6 separate regions of the Mus musculus genome follow, and all the other regions are linked to region 4. A link is a contact called in public promoter capture Hi-C data. All regions are on one chromosome and are shown on one strand. Each heading gives the region's core, a stretch centred on a gene start, on an enhancer-like site or on the middle of the called end of the contact. The rest is flanking DNA. Distances are from core to core; before and after follow the strand shown.

Region 1 (2,974 bases), core at 267-2,766, 3.2 Mb after region 4:
AGATTTGGAAGACATAAAATTCAACATTATCCACTTTCCTTTTGCTTTAGTTTCCCGCTCACAATATTCTCATATAAACATCTTCTTCTGGGGAGTAAAATAAATCCTCAGTGACTGATTTTTCTTACATAGGCATCACAGAAGAAAACTTATTCCATACTTTAATGAGATGGACGATGGACTTGCATGGTTAGGGTGACACAGTAGATTATGCTCATGAAGTCCTTTTAGTTTTTATATAATCACCTGCTCAGCAGTTCAGGTGCAAACAAACATATTTTATTAATCTATAATCTGAGCTACTTGTGAGGATGAGGCAGGAGAACTGCAAGTTCAATGCTTGTCTGACAATATACCAAAAATATTTTCCTGCAGTATTCCAGAATAAAAATGGGTAGAGGTGGAGATGAGAGGTAATTAGCTAGCTAAGAAATGTCCCGTGCTTGAATGACTAAGCATATCCACAGACTCTCTCATAATATTAAACCACATTATCACAACTTTGACTCCCAGGGACTCTGGAAACTACATAGCTGGAGTAAATGATGTGTCCAGAATCAGAAAAAATTAGAACCCCACAGAGAATGGGATGGGTTATTTAGAACTACTCTTTGGGAAAATGTTCTCTTTCTATTGGATTCCACCCTGTGGATCTGTGTATTTTCCTAGCAAAAAGAAAAAGCCAATGTATCACTAACATGGACCCACAGTGTTAGGAATTTCTCTTGTTAACAAATCAGGATAGTATAAGGTGGCCTGTCTTTTGTTACATGCCTATTAATATATACAGTATATGGTTTAGATATAGCCATTTATTTCTTACAGAAACCCAAGCCTATACAGACAAAATGTTCCTTTAATAAAAAGTAGCGTGCATAGGCCATTAAATACAAGGATGACACCAAAACCAAATCACTCTATTTAGGAGTGAGCTACTTGTAGATTTCAGGGAAAGTGAAGAGTTATGGGAGGAGGAAGAATGTGTGAGTGTATGGATAGAGAAGGTCTTCTGGAAACGTCGTCTGGAAACGTCTTTTACTCGTTTTCCAGACTGGTTCCCCAAACGTGACGTTTCTTAACCCACAGCAGAGGCTGCTTGAGTTCGGCTTCTTAGCTCATGAAACTGTGAAGTCCTCTTTCCTAGAGCTTAGTATTTTACAGGAGAGAACTATTCAGCAGTCTGAACGTTTTGATAGTGTTGTTTTCTTTCATATTTCAATTGTTGTTTATCAAGAGACAGGCACTGGTCTTCTTGTTCTACCAGAAATAACCCTCGGCCTCTATCAGCACCAGGGCTGGGGAACAGCTTCACTCTCTGATCTTTCAGCAGAAAGCTGTCATTTCCTTGTGGTGCTGAAGTTTAGGACCAAAGAGTAACTGAGCATGCGCTGCCCTGCCCCCAACCCCCGCACAGCCACCCCTTCCCAAGCCGGGCGACCGGGCTCACAGAGTGAGTGAGCCTTTCCTCTGACTCCGCCCCCGCCCCGCCTCTCGTGAGCGTGATTGCGTCACGACGCGCCTGACCCCTGGCGACCCCGGAAGTGGGTCGGGGGCTTGGCCTCGGCCGGGCCAAGGAGCCCGCACGGACGGTGGTGGGCGCTGGGGTCCCACCAGGGCAGCCTGTCCGGTGGCGGAGCCCGGATGCGGCCCGAGCCGGGGGCCCAGGATGCTGAACGTCCCTTCCCAGGCTTTCCCGGCCCCCGGCTCCCAGCAGCGCGTCTCCTCCCAGGGGCGCAGCAAGGTAAGTGGCGACGCCGTTCGTTCGACTACTAACTCAAACGCCCTAAGTGTGTTTGAGCTGCTGAAGTTGGCCGCGGTAAGTCCACTCGGCACCCCGCTTCCGGCATGGTTGCATTTCTGTCTCAAGCTGTCCTCTCCAGTCTTTTGTTCTTTACGGTCAAAGATCCAGGCTGAGCAGTGGCGGTGGCTAGGGATGATTGGAGTCTGCAAACCTGCCGTCAGATTTAGTGCCACCTCTTCAAGTCGCACTCCTCTGTGTATACGGTAGCCAGTGGTTCCAGCACTGCCTCATCTGTAGACACCCCTGGTTGATTTTGAATCTGGTACCATGCTCTTGTCTATTTGTTGAATATGGTTACTGTCAGCAGCAGGTGGAAATACAGATATATAGTTGCAAAATTCAGTACAAATTGTGTAGTGTATTCATTGCAAGGCGAATGCTCTTATGTTATTTTGCTAGTTCCTTATTCTGTAACCACATCTTGGTATTTTCTTTTGAGACTTCTGTCTTCTTGGGCTACTCGATTCCTTTCTCGAGTTTTATTTTATATGACTTTGAGACTTTCCATTCTTCTCCACTTAGATCTGAGGTTTTGCCCTTAGATCAGAAAAGGAATTGAGGTTTTCATTTATTTTTCAGAAATGTCTGTCCCCAGCTTTAATCATACATAGCACTAAGATGTTTTGTGGGCTCACTGATGGCCATGTGTATCTGGAGTCCTTTTCCTTTGCCCATTGAATCTTCACAGTTACCCTGAAGCTAGGGACGTTTACTATCTTCATTCTTGGTAAAAAGAAATAGGTTGATGAAAGTCTGCTATCAGTCACGTAAGCTTGTGATTATGACATTTCCTTCATTGCTGTGTGTGCGCCTCTGCTCACCAGCCATCAACTGGGTATCTTGCTCTCTCTTTAAGCTAAGTGCTTGGCTCCATAGTCTAAGGTTGCCCTTTGTAGAATGAGAACGTCAGTAACTGACTTTCTTCATTAAAATGGCTATGTTCTCAGCATTCATTTAAAGGAGAAAACTTCTAGGCAAAGACAGCAAGTTCCTTAGATGCGATAGCAGAAGTAAGTTTTGTTGTCCCCAAAGAGGGCAAAGTAAGATCTTTGTGTAATTTAATAGGACCCTCAGGTAGGATTAATTTCTTTGTTATGAAATGAGACAATCTCGAACCCTTGAGAGGCAGAGTTAGGACTGCATAAAACAATGAAACAGTCAGATAAAGTTTTC
Region 2 (3,037 bases), core at 67-2,566, 3.7 Mb before region 4:
ACCGTGGACTTAGTTATAGCCCATCTCTCTCTGAAACAGGATATTACTAACTGACCATGCTGGTCTTGAACATGCAGCTTCCCGAGTAGCTAGAATTACAAGCACGAGGCACCAGGTCCAGTTTGAATTCCTGAAACCTGTCTTCTCTGGGAATCTTCTAGACAGAGCCCAGTGGTCAGAGTACAATATGAGGAGTTGTTTCTCTCCTTGAAACATGCTGGGCTTCAGGATGGGCTGCAAGAACCCTCACTGGCTGAACTATCTTGCCAGCCCCTTATTTTGTTTTCATATTAACCTCTTTTTTCTAGTAAAGGAGATGTTTGCTCTCAAATTTGCATAGGAATGTAATATTTAATTTAAAAAGATGACCCACATATGACCTTATAAGGACAGTAAAATTAAACAACCGGAAAGATAAAGCGGGCCAGTTGGCTCAGTTCTATAAAACCAGCCCACAAGGATTGTCACTATTCTTAGGCTTGCGCGGGCTACATGATGAGTTCCAGGACTGCCTGGTTACAGACCGAGACTCTCTCAAGAGTCCAGATAAACAACAACAAAGGGGGCGAGGTGGAAATACAGGGGCTGTAAGAAGTAAATATGATATCTGCATGGGAGGCTAGCCAGAGAAGAAAAAATTTTCTTCCGTGGTTCAATCCTCCAAGGGCTGAACAGGAAGTTGACGCAGGCAGGTGAGGAGCACGAGCCTAGATGGGCTGCGGTGCCACCCTTAATCCCCACAAGCGAGTTCCTCCGCAATTCGCCTGTCCCACTCTCAACTTTTCTTCAACTGACTCTTTGCTGTGGTCCCTCGCTGTGGCAGTGGAAACAACTACCACTGCGAGGTAGGGAATGTCATGAGGGGCTACCTGCAGCCCTTGGCTTGCAGGGATGCAGGGATGCGGTCGGAACCTGAGGCCCCGCCCTTCTCTTGCCCCACGCCATTAGGCCACGCCCCTACCCAGCACTCCTTCAACCACCCCCTTCCCCGGCGCCTCATGAGGTCCCGCCCCTCTCAACCCTAGCTCTTGAGGCCTCCCCTTCACAGCCGCCCCGGCGTTCCTTGACTTGAGGCCACGTCCCTCTGCTCCTTCATTCCCAAGACCCTACGCTTTGCGAGTCCTCCCTGTCCTGCTGCCTAGGACCCCGCCCCTCTCAGCCCTTCTGCCCCAAGACCCCGCCCCTTAGGCTGTTCCCGCCCACTGGCCAATGAAGACCCGCCCTTTCTTTAGCCGCCCCGCCCCGGTCCCACAAAATCCCGCCTCCGGCCCCGCCTCCCGCCCCCTTGGGCGCTCCGTAGCAGTGACGTGCGCAGGCTGGGCACTCTGCAGGGCTCTCTGGCCGGCGGGTGGAGACCGATCCGGGATCTGTCCCAGCAGGAAGCGTATCCCGGCCGCCGTCGTGCTGTCGTCTCCGGTGCTCGCTCTCGGCCGCGGTGTCGCGCTTGCCCTTCGCGCCCGCAGCCCGGCAGCCTCTCCACGGCCGCGACCCCTCGCGCACCTGCCTCGCCGGGTGAGTGTGGGCGCCTGCCCGCCTGCCTGTCCTCACCGCCTTGGCCTCTGCTCTGCCCGGCGCGGACTGGAGCTCTGGCTTCCCCTTCCCGGGCCAGCGGGGCTCCTGTCACCTGACGAGTCCCACCCGACACTGCAAGATAGTTTTATTTTCTCCTTTCGAAACACAGTGAAAAAGCTACACAGTCTAGTTTGTTGTCAGAGTAAAGATCAATTGATACCATTAATAATTTAGCTGTGTCGAAGAAGACCATGGTAGCATACTATAAAGCTGGAATTTTAGTTCCTAAGCGTTCTAGTATTTTGAGTGTGAGTTTTACGGATGTGTTGCTGAAAATAACTTTGTTATTTAATTCCAAATCGTCTTAAACTAATTAAAACGTGCTAGCTGTGGATTGTATTTTAAAATAGGAAATAATTTGATAAGGCCATTCTTAGATAATCTATGTCAGGAACTTTTACACAAAGATACATTTTATCCGGCATAAAGTATGTAGGGCAGAGCTGTTTAAATCCCAATGTGGAGATACTGCTGGAGCGCTACACAAACGCTGCTCCGATTTCATATGTGTTGAATAAAACTTTAGTTTGCTCTCGTGTTACAGTTGCAGGATTTTCGAATATAGTTAGTCAGCTTGAGACTTTTAACAGCCTTTGAGGCTCGGCTGTAACACCATAAAATCTGAGTCTTGAGCTTGGTGGTGGTCATGGTCCAAAGGTTGGCTGCGGAACAGCAGCATTTCTGTACAAATTAACTCGACTTCAAGACATCTTGGCTTGTGGTTTTCCAACTGGGAAATGTTTAGTGAAAAAAAAATTACCTTAGTGCTCTCTAGCATTAATTTTAGAAATGGCCACAAATGCTACAAGGGGGACAGAGGAAGCCCAGAAACAATGTAGTTCTTCAGAACAGCTCATTGACTTTTAAATGTCTGCCCATTTTCTGTGTTTGCAGTTGCACAGGAGTAAACAGGCACAGTGATAAATAGAAGTCATTTTAGTCTGATGCTCGTCGGCCTGTAGTGTTTTTATTTCGTGTGTGTGATCTGTTACCCATTTTTTTCCCTCTTCCTTTCAAGTTTTGTATTTGTTTTCAAAAGTTACTTGTAAAAGGCAGGGACAGAATACAACCCTTAAGAAAAGAGTATTGCGATTATACAGTTAAAAAGCCGTGGAGTATAGATTTTACATATGGTCTTTAGTACCTAGACACATGAGCAAGAAAAAGTGAACAACTATGATTTTTCATAGAAGCTACAACATATTAAAAACAAAGATGCAAATTATAGTCCATGGGACTTGTCCGAAAGGGATTTTCCCTTGTTTACACGATCAAATTTTAAAATAACAGTGGCCAGGAAATCGGAGAGAAGCCGAAGGCTCCTCGCTCATCCTGTTGTGACTTTGCCTGGCGTCTGTGGTGGATCACTTATTGTTTAGACAACTGGACTGTATCTGGGTTTTGAAAGGCCTTTAGATGGTTTTAAAGATTTCCACCATGCAAGGTCTGAATAAATCCATAAGAA
Region 3 (2,970 bases), core at 31-2,530, 3.8 Mb before region 4:
AGGGTGACTTTCTTTGAACAAACATGCCCTGAACCCAGGAAGCAGGTTGCTGGAGGAATGCCGCTATTTGTTTTATGATTAGCATACCATGGAGCATTGAGTCACAAAGGTCACATTCTCAAGCCTGGGCCTAAAGGCCTAGAATCTTTTGTTTTTTATGTTTCACTTTTTCACTCAAAGGGCTGGAGAAATGGATTCAGCAGTTTGGTTAGCCTGGGTACCCTCTTCCGGCCTCTGAAGTAACTACAAGAAGCAGCTTTCCCACCCTAAATGCAGGCAAAACACCCTCCCCCCAACCCCACCCACTTTTTTTTTTTTTTTTAAAGAAAAAATGTAGCCGGGCAGTGGTAGCGCTAGCTCACCTTTAATCCCAGAATTTGGGAGGCAGAGGCAGGCGGGTTTCTGAGTTCCAGGACAGCCAGGGCTACACAGAGGAACCCTGTCTTGAAAAAACCAGAAAAAAAAAGAAAGAAAGAAAGAAAGAAAGAAAGGAAGGAAGGAAGGAAAGGAAAGAAAAAAATGTTTATTAGCTGACCACACAGCTAAGGGGCTTGAATTTCTGTAACTTTTTTTTTTCATTTTCTGCATTTTTCATGGATTTGTTGTTGTTGTTGTTGTTTTTGAAGACAGGCTCTTCCTTTGTAGACCAGGCTGGCCTCCATCTGACAGAGAGATCCACCTGTCTCTATCCCTTTATGGACTGGGAAAAACCTACACCACTACATGGGGTTTGTAAGAAAAAAGAAGAAAAAAAAAAGCCCCTCAAATTGTATCATAGTCTACTGTGTTCTCTCCCCCCCCCCCCTCTCTCTCACACACACACACACACACACACACACACACACACACACACAAAGTGTACTGGCTCAATCATATCATATATGCATTGTTTGGAAGATGGATGTGAACACAATTTTATTTTCCAATTACCTGGCTTCATTTTTTTTTTTTTTCCTTCCCATGGCACGTTTTAAATTCAGGGTCAGACAAGAACTTGGAGCGTTTCTTTAGAATTTGTGGTGCGACTCGACCAAATAGAATACCTGGCCGGCAGGCTGGCAAGCGCTCGCAGGCCGGCTCTGCCATGGGGGCCTTCCGAGGAAGGGGTTTTTGTTCGTCCCTCGCCAAGGCCGGCCAGACAAGGCCACCCCAGGCCGGCAGGACGACAGCCCCCGGCTCGGGTTCGGCCGAGCCCGGAGGGGGGCGAGCAGGGACCCGAAGGGAGAGAGAGGCTCTGGGGCGGCGGCGGCGGCGGGGCGGGCCCGGAGGCCGGTGGGGGAGGAGCGGCGGCGGGGCTGCTGTGGCGACCGACGCGCGGCGGTGGCGGAGACCCACCCCCGTCCACATGGACAGTCGCCGAGGCCTGGGCTGATGCTCTGACGCCTGGGCGGGGTGGGCGGGCGGCGGCGGCCACTGCTGGAGCAGCGAGGGGTCGCGGGCGCCTCACGGTCGCGGAGCCCTCGCTCGGCTCAAGCCGCTGCGGCCATTTTACGGCCCGGGACGTAGAAGGCGTGTGAGCGTTCGCTCCGTTCTCCGTCCTCCGGAGCCAGCGGCGGAGCGGGGCGGAGGGGAGCGGAGGGAGCTCCTCAGAGGCCGGCGCGGCCCGGTGGATGGGGAGTCGTGTGCCGAGGGGAGCCGGGCCCGGGAAGCGCCGCCGCCGCCGCTCACGGTCCCCGGTAGGCGCCTGAGGAGAAGCAGCCCAGGCCGTGGGCCTCGCCGCCTCCCGTCAGGCCCGCTTTTGTGTGGGGGGCCCGGCCGGCGGGGAGCGCCCCTCGCGGAGGTCGAGCCCGAGGCCCGCCACCCTGCGGCTGCTACCCTCCCGACGCGCGGCCCCCATTCCCCGCCAGCACCGCGCCGGTGTCGGCCATGGAGTAAGAAGGAGGCGGCGTGGAAGGAGGAAGATGGCGGCGGGCAAGAGCGGTGGCAGCGCTGGGGCTCTTTTCCTGAAAGGTACGCTCGGGTCTCCCTCGGGGGAGAGTCGGGGGCGAAATTCGCCGACACCGGGGTGTCTCCCACCCCCGGGCCGTGATACTCAGCTCTCTGCTCCGGGTGGGCTTGGGGCCGCGGGGGCCACGGGGGCCCGGACGGCCGATGGCCCGCTGGGAACGCGCTGCAGGCGCGCCGACTTCGGGTCCGCCCGGGCCAAGGCTCGGGCAGGCCGGCGCGAGGCGGCGCGGTGGTAGCGCAGCGAGCCGAGGCCCAGGGCGGCCTGCGAGGGGCGCGCCGAAGGCTTGGGCTCGCTCCCACCTCCATATTCTCGATGGGTGCCTAGTGGGTGAGGAGCAGACTTCGTCCGCGTCTTTCTTAAGCGTTCGTGGAAAGTTTCAGACCTAAGCTTGGTTGAAACTGGCCGATCCAAGGAGGCAGGGGGAGAGGTGGTGGTTAACACTGCCCTGTGGTTAAAAGCTCCCAGGCTAGCCGCTGCCCTCGGGGTGCAGGTTAGACCCGGCGGTGCCCCGAACTCCGGTGAGATGTGTTTGGTTGTTTATACTTTGTAAAGCAGGTATGGGAGGTGGAAAAAAAAAAAAAGAGAGAGAATGAGCTTCCAAGTGTCGGTTTGGAGACAGCCGGGGAAGGTAAAAGAGTTAGGGTGTGTTCCCATTTTTAGTCGCTTGTGAAGCAGAGTTAACTATTTCAGTTGGTGGACCAAGCCGGCTTAAAAGGTCTATTTTGGTTTGGTGTGGTGGTAAATGGATAACGATACTGGTTTTTGCCTATGGCTGTAAAGGGACTTCCATAATACAGGTACATTTAGTTGCAGTTGTGAACCGGGAACGTAAACGTTCATTCGACTTTAAATTTCCTGGTAATCGGATTTGTAAATATGTTTAGGAAAATAAGTCCGCGTTCAGTAATTGTTAAGTATATTTACTCTTTGGGGGTAATTGCAGGATTTTGTTTTCTAGATGAAATATATCCAGGCCATGCTTTAAGATATGATTTAGAAATATTACAGAATTAAGAAAATGT
Region 4 (2,761 bases), core at 89-2,588:
ATGTCCTAATTAGCCAAATATGTCATCTGTGTCATTTCTGGTCTGTTTTAATTGATCCCTTATTCCCCCTCCCCCTTAATAGTTACATTTTCTTGTTTTCAAAGTCTGGTGATTTTTTTTTCAATTACATAAGAGTGTAACGACAACCCTGTTGAGTTTTCTTGTATTTCTATAAATATTACTGAGCTGTGTTCTAGTCTACAGTTAAATTTCATGAAGATAGTCTGATCTTTTTAAGGTTTGCTTTTCAGCTTTTATGCTTGACCAAAAATACTTTAAAGACTAACTTTGCATTAAACCTTCTGTGTCTATAGGTTCTACATTCATGGATTTACTCAACTGTAGATGAGAAAAAAATATGTTTTTCCTGTGTCTCTATTGAACAACTTGTCAATATTTCTTAAGTAACACTATATAACATCTATTTGTATCACTTCTGTATTCAACTGGGTATTACAAATGATGCATAGACGATAAATTTTAAAGTATTCAGGACGCTGGGAGATTTAAATCACATGCCTTTAACCCCAGCCTGTTCTGCAAAGGGAGTCAGTTCTGTGGCAGCAGTGAATACACACACAGTGAGATTCTGCCTCGAAAACAAAAACAAACTAGCTCCCCTCCCCCACCAAAAGAAAATAAATGTATACAGGAATAGAGCATAGGTTGTGTGTACAATGCCTCTTTATTTAAAGACTTGGAATATCCACAGATTTGGGTATCAGCAATTTGTGACAGAGGGCATCACTTACTGAATGAAGATGAGAGATCTGGCTACTGCTGTAGCTTCTTACACAAAGCAAAACTATCAAGAGTAAACCAGAGCAAAAACACAGCATCTGCGCCATTTCTCGCCCATGAAACCGTTCCCCTGGACCACACAGTCTGCTAGGGGAGCTGGGTACCATTGAGAAAGCCTAGAGAAGCGTTTCTCCTAAGAGCAGCTGAGCTCATAACTGAGACAGCATCACGGGGATGGGGGCGGGGGGGGGGAATGGTTCGGAGAAAGGAGCTCAGCCAGGATGTCCCGACAGGGAGGGGACCAGAATTCTAACAAAGAGAAGGGCGGGTCTTGGGTTGAAGGCGAGGCCAGGGCTCCCTGGAGGGTAGTGCAAGGTCCAGCGGGAGAGCACCAAAGAAAAAGACCCTGACCCCTGACCGTACAGGCGCAGGTCAGCACGGCGAGCGCGTCGGCAGCTGCGGGTAACTCCCCGGGCCGCTTGAAGTGGGTGGGTCCGGCCTCAACGCAGGAGGGGCGGTGCGACGCAAGGAGCCAATCACGGCCCACGCTTCCACGTGGCGAGCCGTAACCAATGAGAGGTAGCGGGGAAGGCAGCGGGGAAATTTCAAACGTGTTTCCGGAGAGGGGTTGGGGTGCTGCTGTTTGGGCTGCAGCTTGGCTTTCAGAGGTGGGTGCATCAGAGCGGGCATGGCAGAGAGGCTGCGGCCGGCGGGAGGCTGCTGGGTGACGAGGGTGGCGGCGAGCGAGCTGGCGCTTGAGCCCCCGGCCAGGCGGGCGGGTACGGCCTGTAGGTCCTGGGCTGCTGGTGGGGGAGCAGGGCCCAGAAGCGGGTGCGCCGTGCGGGTCAGGACTGATTGTGTAACTCTCAAGACCTGCCCCCGTGGGTGGCTGTGAGCTGGGAGGAGGTGGGGAACCCCTTGCTCCCCTCCTTTGGGCCCATTTTTATTGTTAACACTCCGCGGTGGCTCTGAGCTTTAGTTACTGCGTTGTGGAGAATGGCAGACAGAGTGACAGAAAGCCTGCAGACTGTGGGCTATTAACCAACACATTCATGCAGATAACCGGAGCGCCTGGGCTCCAGTACTGTGACAAGTACCTCGATGCTTGCATTAGAAGGATAAAAGCACAAATCAGGGCTTTGTCTGGGACAAACTTCTGAAAGTCGCTTATCTGTAGAAGGATGCAGAATGCGCGCAATGTCAATATTTACTCTGGCAGGGTAGGCGACCAAAGGGACAACTTATTGTCATTACCAAACGGATTCCTTACGTTCCGTAGGTGAAAGAAAGACATTCAGTGAAATGAAGTTTTCAAAGGCGTCAGCTGGACGTGGTGGTGTATCTATGTACAGCTAGTGCTTGGGAGATGTAAGGAGATAAGCTGCAGAATCAGAGAGAGCAAGGCCATCCTAGGCTACTTAACACCCTTACTCAAAACACAAAAGCGTCATGAGAGCATTATCTTCCAGGTTCACACAGTGTAACCTCAATGCTGTTTCATACTGGGAAGAATAGATGTTTTTGGTTCGTTGAAACTTTGTTCTGGTAAATTACAAGCTATGTCCTTGTGGGTTTTGTTGCTCTGGTTTGATTTAGTTGCCACTAACACTTACCTCATAACAGTTACATTTAGATAGATATGTTTACAAAACTAATGTTCTATCTTATTTATTCCAAAGACGAGTTACAATTTAGAAATGGAGGCTGAAGAGTTAATTGGCAGCAGTGTGACGATTGATTCCATCATGAGCAAAATGAGAGATATTAAAAATAAGATAAATGAAGACTGTACTGATGAGCTAAGCTTGTCTAAAATCTGTGCCGATCACACGGGTGAGTTTTTTCTTTGCTTAAAAAAGCAAACAAAAACCTAAAAAAAAAAAAAAAAAAACCGTTGAGAGCCTCCGAGTTGAAGGTGAGCAGTGTTAACCACCTTGTGTGGCCTAATGAAGTTGTTTCTGTTTTTCTCAGTAAGTGATGGTTATCCGTTAAATTGTACTTCATACTTTAACTTCTTTTG
Region 5 (2,734 bases), core at 159-2,658, 4.1 Mb before region 4:
TGCCAGCTCTGTTACAATTAACAATCACATAGAACACTTCAGTACCTGAAACAGCTTTTGTTTCTCTGGAACCTTGTTTTCAAAATGCCTTCGTGAAGTGGTGCTGATGGTCCTCTGGGCAATCTGACGAAGGGCCTGAAACAGAAAATTCACATGCATCGAACAAGACCTAAGAGTCCAAAGAAACCTGTAAAGGCAACTTCCAACCCTTCACACTGAAAGGAAGCTGAGATTTAAAGCATTATCGAACTTGTCAGTACTATCCAAGACTAGCATCCAGATTTTCTACATGTTGTCTATTCTCTGCTCTGTGCTTCATGTTACATATCATAGTCTTCAGAAACCATGACCTATATATAACCTGTGCCTGAAATTAATCAGTAGTATTTTATAGAACAAAACATGCTGATATACAGAAAAATAAATGATATAGACATCTTATAAGTTCTAACATTTTCATTTAATATTTGCCTATGTCAAAAATCTATTCCTGGCAGGGTAGTGGAGGCTCAAGACTTTAATCGCAGCACTAGGGAGGCAGAGGCCATGCTAGTCTACAGATTTAGTTCCAGGATAGCCAAGGCACTGAAAAATTACTTTGCAGTGGAGGGCACATGCTAGAACACTCCTGGACATCTAAGAAAAATGTAATTGGTGTTAAGTCTTAATTGTGTTAAACGATTACAAAATAAAATCAAAACACACCTTTTTAAATTTTGGAGAAATATTCACCAAGTGTTAAAGGTAATTCTGAATCGTCATTACACTTCAATCATGAAACCCATTAAATCCCAACTAAAACTGTACAATTTAGTTCTTTGGCTTACTTCTTTGAATCAGGTAAAATTTTATCTTTTCACTATGATACAAAACAAAATGACAACAAAAAGCCACCTTCCACCTAGGTTTTCCAGGTGTCCAAGATCCCCCCACTGGAGCCTACGTCAGAGCTACAGTCATAGCCATAAGCAACGGTAAGCTGTAGTGACCAAGAACCAAATGCGATCCTGCTCTTCCCTCTACGACTACCCAGAAACAGCCAGGGGCGAGTGGACGGAAGGTCAGGGAAAAGGACGCGCGGCCAAGGTGACTCCGGCTGCTGTCTTCTGCCACATTTCCAGCACGCCTTTCTGTCAGGATGCCTGACCCTCCGCCCCGACACTCCAGTACCAGCCAAACCCCCAAAGCTACCTACCAGCAGATTCCGCAACATCTTGGCTCGGTTGTTACCCACCAACCGCGACTACTGAACGCCAAAAATCGAAAGCCACCAGACCGGAAACGGAACTCCCTCCTAGCGCTGCGCGCGCGTCGAGCAAGAGGGCTCGTTCCGGGAAGAGGAGGGGCTCGCGCTCCCGACCATAGAGAGCGGAAGGCGAGCCAGAGCGACTTCTCGCAGCGGCCCGTCTAGCCTCCGGACCTCCGAAGCTATCCTTACCACTTGGCTCCGCCCTGCCGCGCCTGCCGCCGGACCCAGAATCACAATGGAAAGCAAACGCCACCCGCAATGGAGAGGCGTGAAGTCTTGCAGCCCTCTTCATACGCTCTGGTGAAGTCAGTGGACAACCAGACTACCCGGAAAGTAGCTTGTCTTGTGAGAAGGCTTTGAGCCATTGTTTACAGTCTGAAGGAACAATGGATGTCAAAGCTACGTCGTACAAGCTTAAATATTCAAAAGCTCCTCTTAATACGGATAGAGTCCAGTTTTAGGGTTTGTCTTCCACAGATGAAAGTGGGAGGCGTTAGTCTTTGTGCTGAGATCATATAGGAACGACCGATGTTGGCATCCACAGGTATGCCAACCTGTGGATCTTCTGCTAAACTCCTTGTGCTGGAAGCTCTTCCTGTGTCCCCAGACTGGAACTGGCTGACTTCGTTATTGAGTCTGGGAAAACGCTGAAAAGAGGGGAATACATTTTTAAATCCACGTTCAACACAAATATCGACTGTGTCGTGCTTTCTCAGATCCGCAGCACATTTCACTCCTGGATGGAGCTGTCAGAAGTGCGCGTATTTTACAGATAGGCTGTTAGCATTTTGCATCAGTCTTGCATAACTATTCCTCCTTACAACTGCCTTTATTCTTCTGCACACTAATGTACAAGTAAAAATAATCTACTCAACAATACAAATGTCTTTCCACCCTTTTGCAAACTCAGAAACGACTTCATTGCCATTTCAGGTAAAAGCTAATGATAAACGGGTTCCACAGTGTTGCGTGAATAAAAACTGGTAATGCTTAATTCCTTCAAATCTTGGGGTACTTTTTTCTTCATAACCTACTGTACCCCCAACACAGTCTAAATTTTCTTCCTTACCAAGTTTATAAACACCCATTATAACTGACTTTTTTTCTACCACCTCTTAATTATTCAATGTACCATCGAGCATAATTACCAACAGCTGGGGATGGGGAGTTTTGTTTTTTTTTTTTTTTTGTTTTGTTTTTTACATTTATTGTCTGTAATTGGAATTCGTTAAAGTTTGTGCTGCTGTCGCTGTTTCACCACAGGATATAAGTTTTCCCAGAACCGACTGTATACTTACCATTCCCCTAACACTAATAAAAATGGGCCTACTAGGGGGGCTGGTGAGATGGCTCAACGGGTAAGAGCGCTGACTGCTCTTCTGAAGGTCCTAAGTTCAAATCCCAGCAACCACATGGTGGCTCACAACCACCCATAATGAGATCTGATTACCTCTTCTGGTGTGTCTGAAGTCAGCTACTTACATA
Region 6 (3,138 bases), core at 444-2,943, 4.6 Mb after region 4:
GTATCCATGGGCTCTTCAGTACCATTTCCATTAACATGTTCTGTAGCCATGTTTCCAGAGATCTGTTCAAACGCAATAAGCAAAATTAAACTAGGATCTTCAAACAGAATAGAGGACAATGACAGTCCCAATCTTTACTTTCTCTACCACTTAACTACAACCAGCCAGCCTGAACCTCCCTTGAAAGAAACCTTAAAATCACTATCGCCTGACAAGCCAGATTTTGGAGCTCGGGTACAGAAGGACCGATTCACTAGATTCTTCCTGAGCACCACCCCTGACTTCACCTGCTAACACTCACTGAGAAAAACCTTATTACAAATGAAGCCCAATCAGCACAGCGACCGGCCCAGCCTGCCACATGCAGCAGTTCCAAAACGGAGAATAAGGTGTGTGAAGCAAGCAACGCTGGGCTTGTCTCTCTCCAAGGTAAACCAGAAAGTGCGCTTTTCCCGCCTGCCGCTTATAGATCAGTAACAACAGCCAGCGAAGAACAAAGCGCTCACACAAGCCACCTTCCCACCACCCAATTCCTCCACCCTTCACCCCCACACCCCAAAGCCCGCCCCCGACTCCGCACCCGGAGCGGCAGCCTCGCCACTGCGGCCGCCAGGAACCCATTAGAAACACGTGCTCTGCGCCTTCAAATGTCCTACAACTTCCTTCAACGGAAACCCACCGAGTACCGGGCCAAGACGGTCATCACCGCCTCCCAACATCAACCCGCAGTCGCGGTGCGAGCCCCCTGAACCGTGCAACCGCACCATCTCGCCCCTCAACACTGAGGCCGCCGCGGCGCCAGGCCACGGGCTTTCCCCGCCCCCCAGCGCTGCCGTCTCCGCCGTGACACATGGCTCTCCGCCCCGGGCGCTCCCGGGCGCCCGCGACCCCCAGCCTCCCGCACCCCTCGGTGCAGTGGCTGCGGCGCCGAGGCCGACAGCCCGCGCGGGGAGGGCGTTCCGCCGCCAAGCACACGCCCGCGGGAGCCGAGCACCGCCCAAGCCCGCCGGCCGGTCGCGGGACAGCACCCCGCGCCTCTCCGCCCACTCCCGCGCCGCCGGCCACGACAGCACCAAGTCCGCCGCTCGCGCTCCGCGCGGGCCATCGGGCTGTCGAGGCGCCTCCTCCCGGAGCGCCGCAGACAAAGCCCAGCCGCGGCTGCACATGGGGAGAGGAGGAAGTGGCGGCGCGGCCGCGGCCTACTCTCCGGCAGCCCCGGCCAACGTGCTCTTCTCTCCCCCTTGGAATCCATTTTCCAGAAAAGCCGGTTTCTCCCCGCGCCGCCCTCCCCCAAGCACCCTCCACAATGTCACGGAGCTCCCCTCCCGGACCCGGGGGCCCGCGGTCGTTACCTCCCCGCGGGGCTGGGGCCGAGGAATCCTGTCCGACCGGGTCGGCTGGCGGGGAACGCGTGCTCGCTGCTCCCTGTGTCCGGCGCGAGTGGAGCTGTTGTAAAATGGCGGCCGAAGCTCACGCCGCTGGCAGCAAACCCGATCCAGTTCCACTCGCCTCCGAGCGCGCTCCCGGTGCGCGCGCGCCCCCGCGTGACCCCCCTTCCCTCCCCTCCCTGGCGCGTCCGCTTCTCTCCCTCACTCCCTCAGCTCAGCCCCTGCCCTCCGACAGCTCCTCCTTCTCCCCTCGCCACCTCCGCCGGCCGCTAGCCGCCCTGTCCTCTCAGCCTTCGTCCTTCCTTCCCTGCACCTCCTCCCCCAGCTTCCCCACTCCCGTCCGCGGCCGCTCACACACGAGTGGCCGCCCTTCTTCCTCTCTGGCTCTCTCTGGCTTCACGCCCTCCCTCGCTAGCTCTCTCTCGGCCCCGTCCCCAGTCCCTGCCGAGTCGCTCTTTCTCTCTCCCGCGCTGACGTGACGACGCAGACGACGCCGCGGGACGCGCGCCCGCGAGCCCCGCCTCTCGCCCCGCCCCTAACTCCCGGTCGGGGGGGGGGGAGAGACCCCGCCCTTCCGCCGCGGCGACAGCGAGGGGCCGAGTGAATGAGAGACCCGCCCTCTGTGCGGACACTCCCTCTCGCTCCGCGGGCGGGGCCGCCGGCTCGGCGTGTCCCACTCGTTCTTTGTCAGGAGACAAGCATATCCCCACCCCGCCCTCCCCGCCCCCCACCGCCCCACCGCCGGCCTGGGCTCCGAGGGTGCCCGACGTTGGCTGCCCGCTCTGCCGGGGCTGGGGCTGTCGCCGCCGCGGCCGCCCCGCGCCCTGGGCGCTGGAGAAGCTGCAGGCGCACGTGTCCCCCGGGGCGGGGCGAGGCGAGGCAGACAATGGGGCTGCGGGGGAGGGGAGCTGCACGGGGAACGGCGGAGCTCGGGGCCACCCGGTGGCGGGGCTGGAGTTCGGGAGTCACCCCGGGGAGCCCCGGCTTCCGCTGCTAGACAATGGGGTATCCCGCGGCCCGGCGCGCGCCGTCCTCCGCTTCCACGAATACCCTGGGCGGAGGGAGGGGCGCCGCGGGTTTGCGAGGAAATCCCTGTGCCTCCGGCTCGGGGATGACAGGGAGGCCAGATTTGGAAGCTTAACCGACCCGGTGGTGTTGGATTGTGCAATATTCCGTTTCTGTCCCTGGCCTTTTAAGCAGTTAAGTGCTCCTCCTGGCACACTTTGAACAACTTGAAGCAGCACAAAGCTGCGTGATTAGGACTACTGTGAGGGAAATGTGTTTCTTTTCAAGCATCTTGGCAATTAAATGTTATGTGAAGTGACATTTCCTTTGTAACCATTTACTATGGACAAGAAAGACAAGACAAAGGCGTTTGTATCTCAGGCGATATGGATACTAATTTTATCCAGAGCGACTGTAATGAAAAATGGCATTATCCTCTTTGAAAAAAAAAACAAAAAACTACAATTAGAAAGCTACTTGTTCTTCCAAATGAGCTTTATGCTATGATAAGCCAGTAAGTAGTCCAAGGAAACTTAGATAAACACTCTTCAAAGTGCCTAGACACATAAAATTGAGCTTTTTTTCTGTTGACAGGTGGATCAAGTAGGAAATATTTCTGAAGTACTGCTATCCAAAACCTGCTTAATAAGGCTTTGCCTATCCACCGCCTACATCCCATACTACCAAACATATCCTTGCTATGGTATTTAATTAATTCAGCAAGATATTATAGTTAGTACCACAA

The links. Promoter capture Hi-C pulls out the DNA fragments that hold promoters and counts their contacts.
Region 1: a contact with region 4 is called in a promoter capture Hi-C map of pre-B cells. The contact joins the promoter of Cyb5r4 here to the promoter of Ttk in region 4. A contact is called at or near these places in 2 of 39 promoter capture datasets (erythroid cells and pre-B cells) and 1 of 484 Hi-C or Micro-C datasets (CD4 T cells).
Region 2: a promoter capture Hi-C map of pre-B cells shows a contact between it and region 4. The contact joins the promoter of Myo6 here to the promoter of Ttk in region 4. A contact is called at or near these places in 3 of 39 promoter capture datasets (erythroid cells, frontonasal cranial neural crest and pre-B cells).
Region 3: a promoter capture Hi-C map of pre-B cells shows a contact between it and region 4. The contact joins the promoter of Senp6 here to the promoter of Ttk in region 4. A contact is called at or near these places in 2 of 39 promoter capture datasets (erythroid cells and pre-B cells).
Region 5: a contact with region 4 is called in a promoter capture Hi-C map of pre-B cells, with 4 times the contacts expected there. The contact joins the promoter of Cox7a2 here to the promoter of Ttk in region 4.
Region 6: a promoter capture Hi-C map of pre-B cells shows a contact between it and region 4. The contact joins the promoter of Syncrip here to the promoter of Ttk in region 4. A contact is called at or near these places in 2 of 39 promoter capture datasets (cranial neural crest and pre-B cells).

What each region holds. Positions count from the first base shown.
Region 1 is chr9:87,020,513-87,023,486 of GRCm38.p6, forward strand. It overlaps Cyb5r4 (cytochrome b5 reductase 4), which reads left to right and starts at 1,517. Exons shown (of 16, transcript NM_024195.2): 1 at 1,517-1,741. The coding sequence starts at 1,667.
Region 2 is chr9:80,163,718-80,166,754 of GRCm38.p6, forward strand. Myo6 (myosin VI) reads left to right here and starts at 1,317. Exons shown (of 33, transcript NM_001039546.2): 1 at 1,317-1,512.
Region 3 is chr9:80,065,623-80,068,592 of GRCm38.p6, forward strand. Senp6 (SUMO/sentrin specific peptidase 6) reads left to right here and starts at 1,281. Exons shown (of 24, transcript NM_001311110.1): 1 at 1,281-1,950. The coding sequence starts at 1,902.
Region 4 is chr9:83,833,351-83,836,111 of GRCm38.p6, forward strand. It overlaps Ttk (Ttk protein kinase), which reads left to right and starts at 1,339. Exons shown (of 22, transcript NM_009445.2): 1 at 1,339-1,409; 2 at 2,421-2,574. The coding sequence starts at 2,439.
Region 5 is chr9:79,758,445-79,761,178 of GRCm38.p6, forward strand. Cox7a2 (cytochrome c oxidase subunit 7A2) reads right to left here and starts at 1,409. Exons shown (of 4, transcript NM_009945.3): 1 at 1,196-1,409; 2 at 46-135. The coding sequence starts at 1,213. It also overlaps the pseudogene Gm51685.
Region 6 is chr9:88,480,704-88,483,841 of GRCm38.p6, forward strand. It overlaps Syncrip (synaptotagmin binding, cytoplasmic RNA interacting protein), which reads right to left and starts at 1,694. Exons shown (of 11, transcript NM_019666.2): 1 at 1,353-1,694; 2 at 1-62. The coding sequence starts at 50.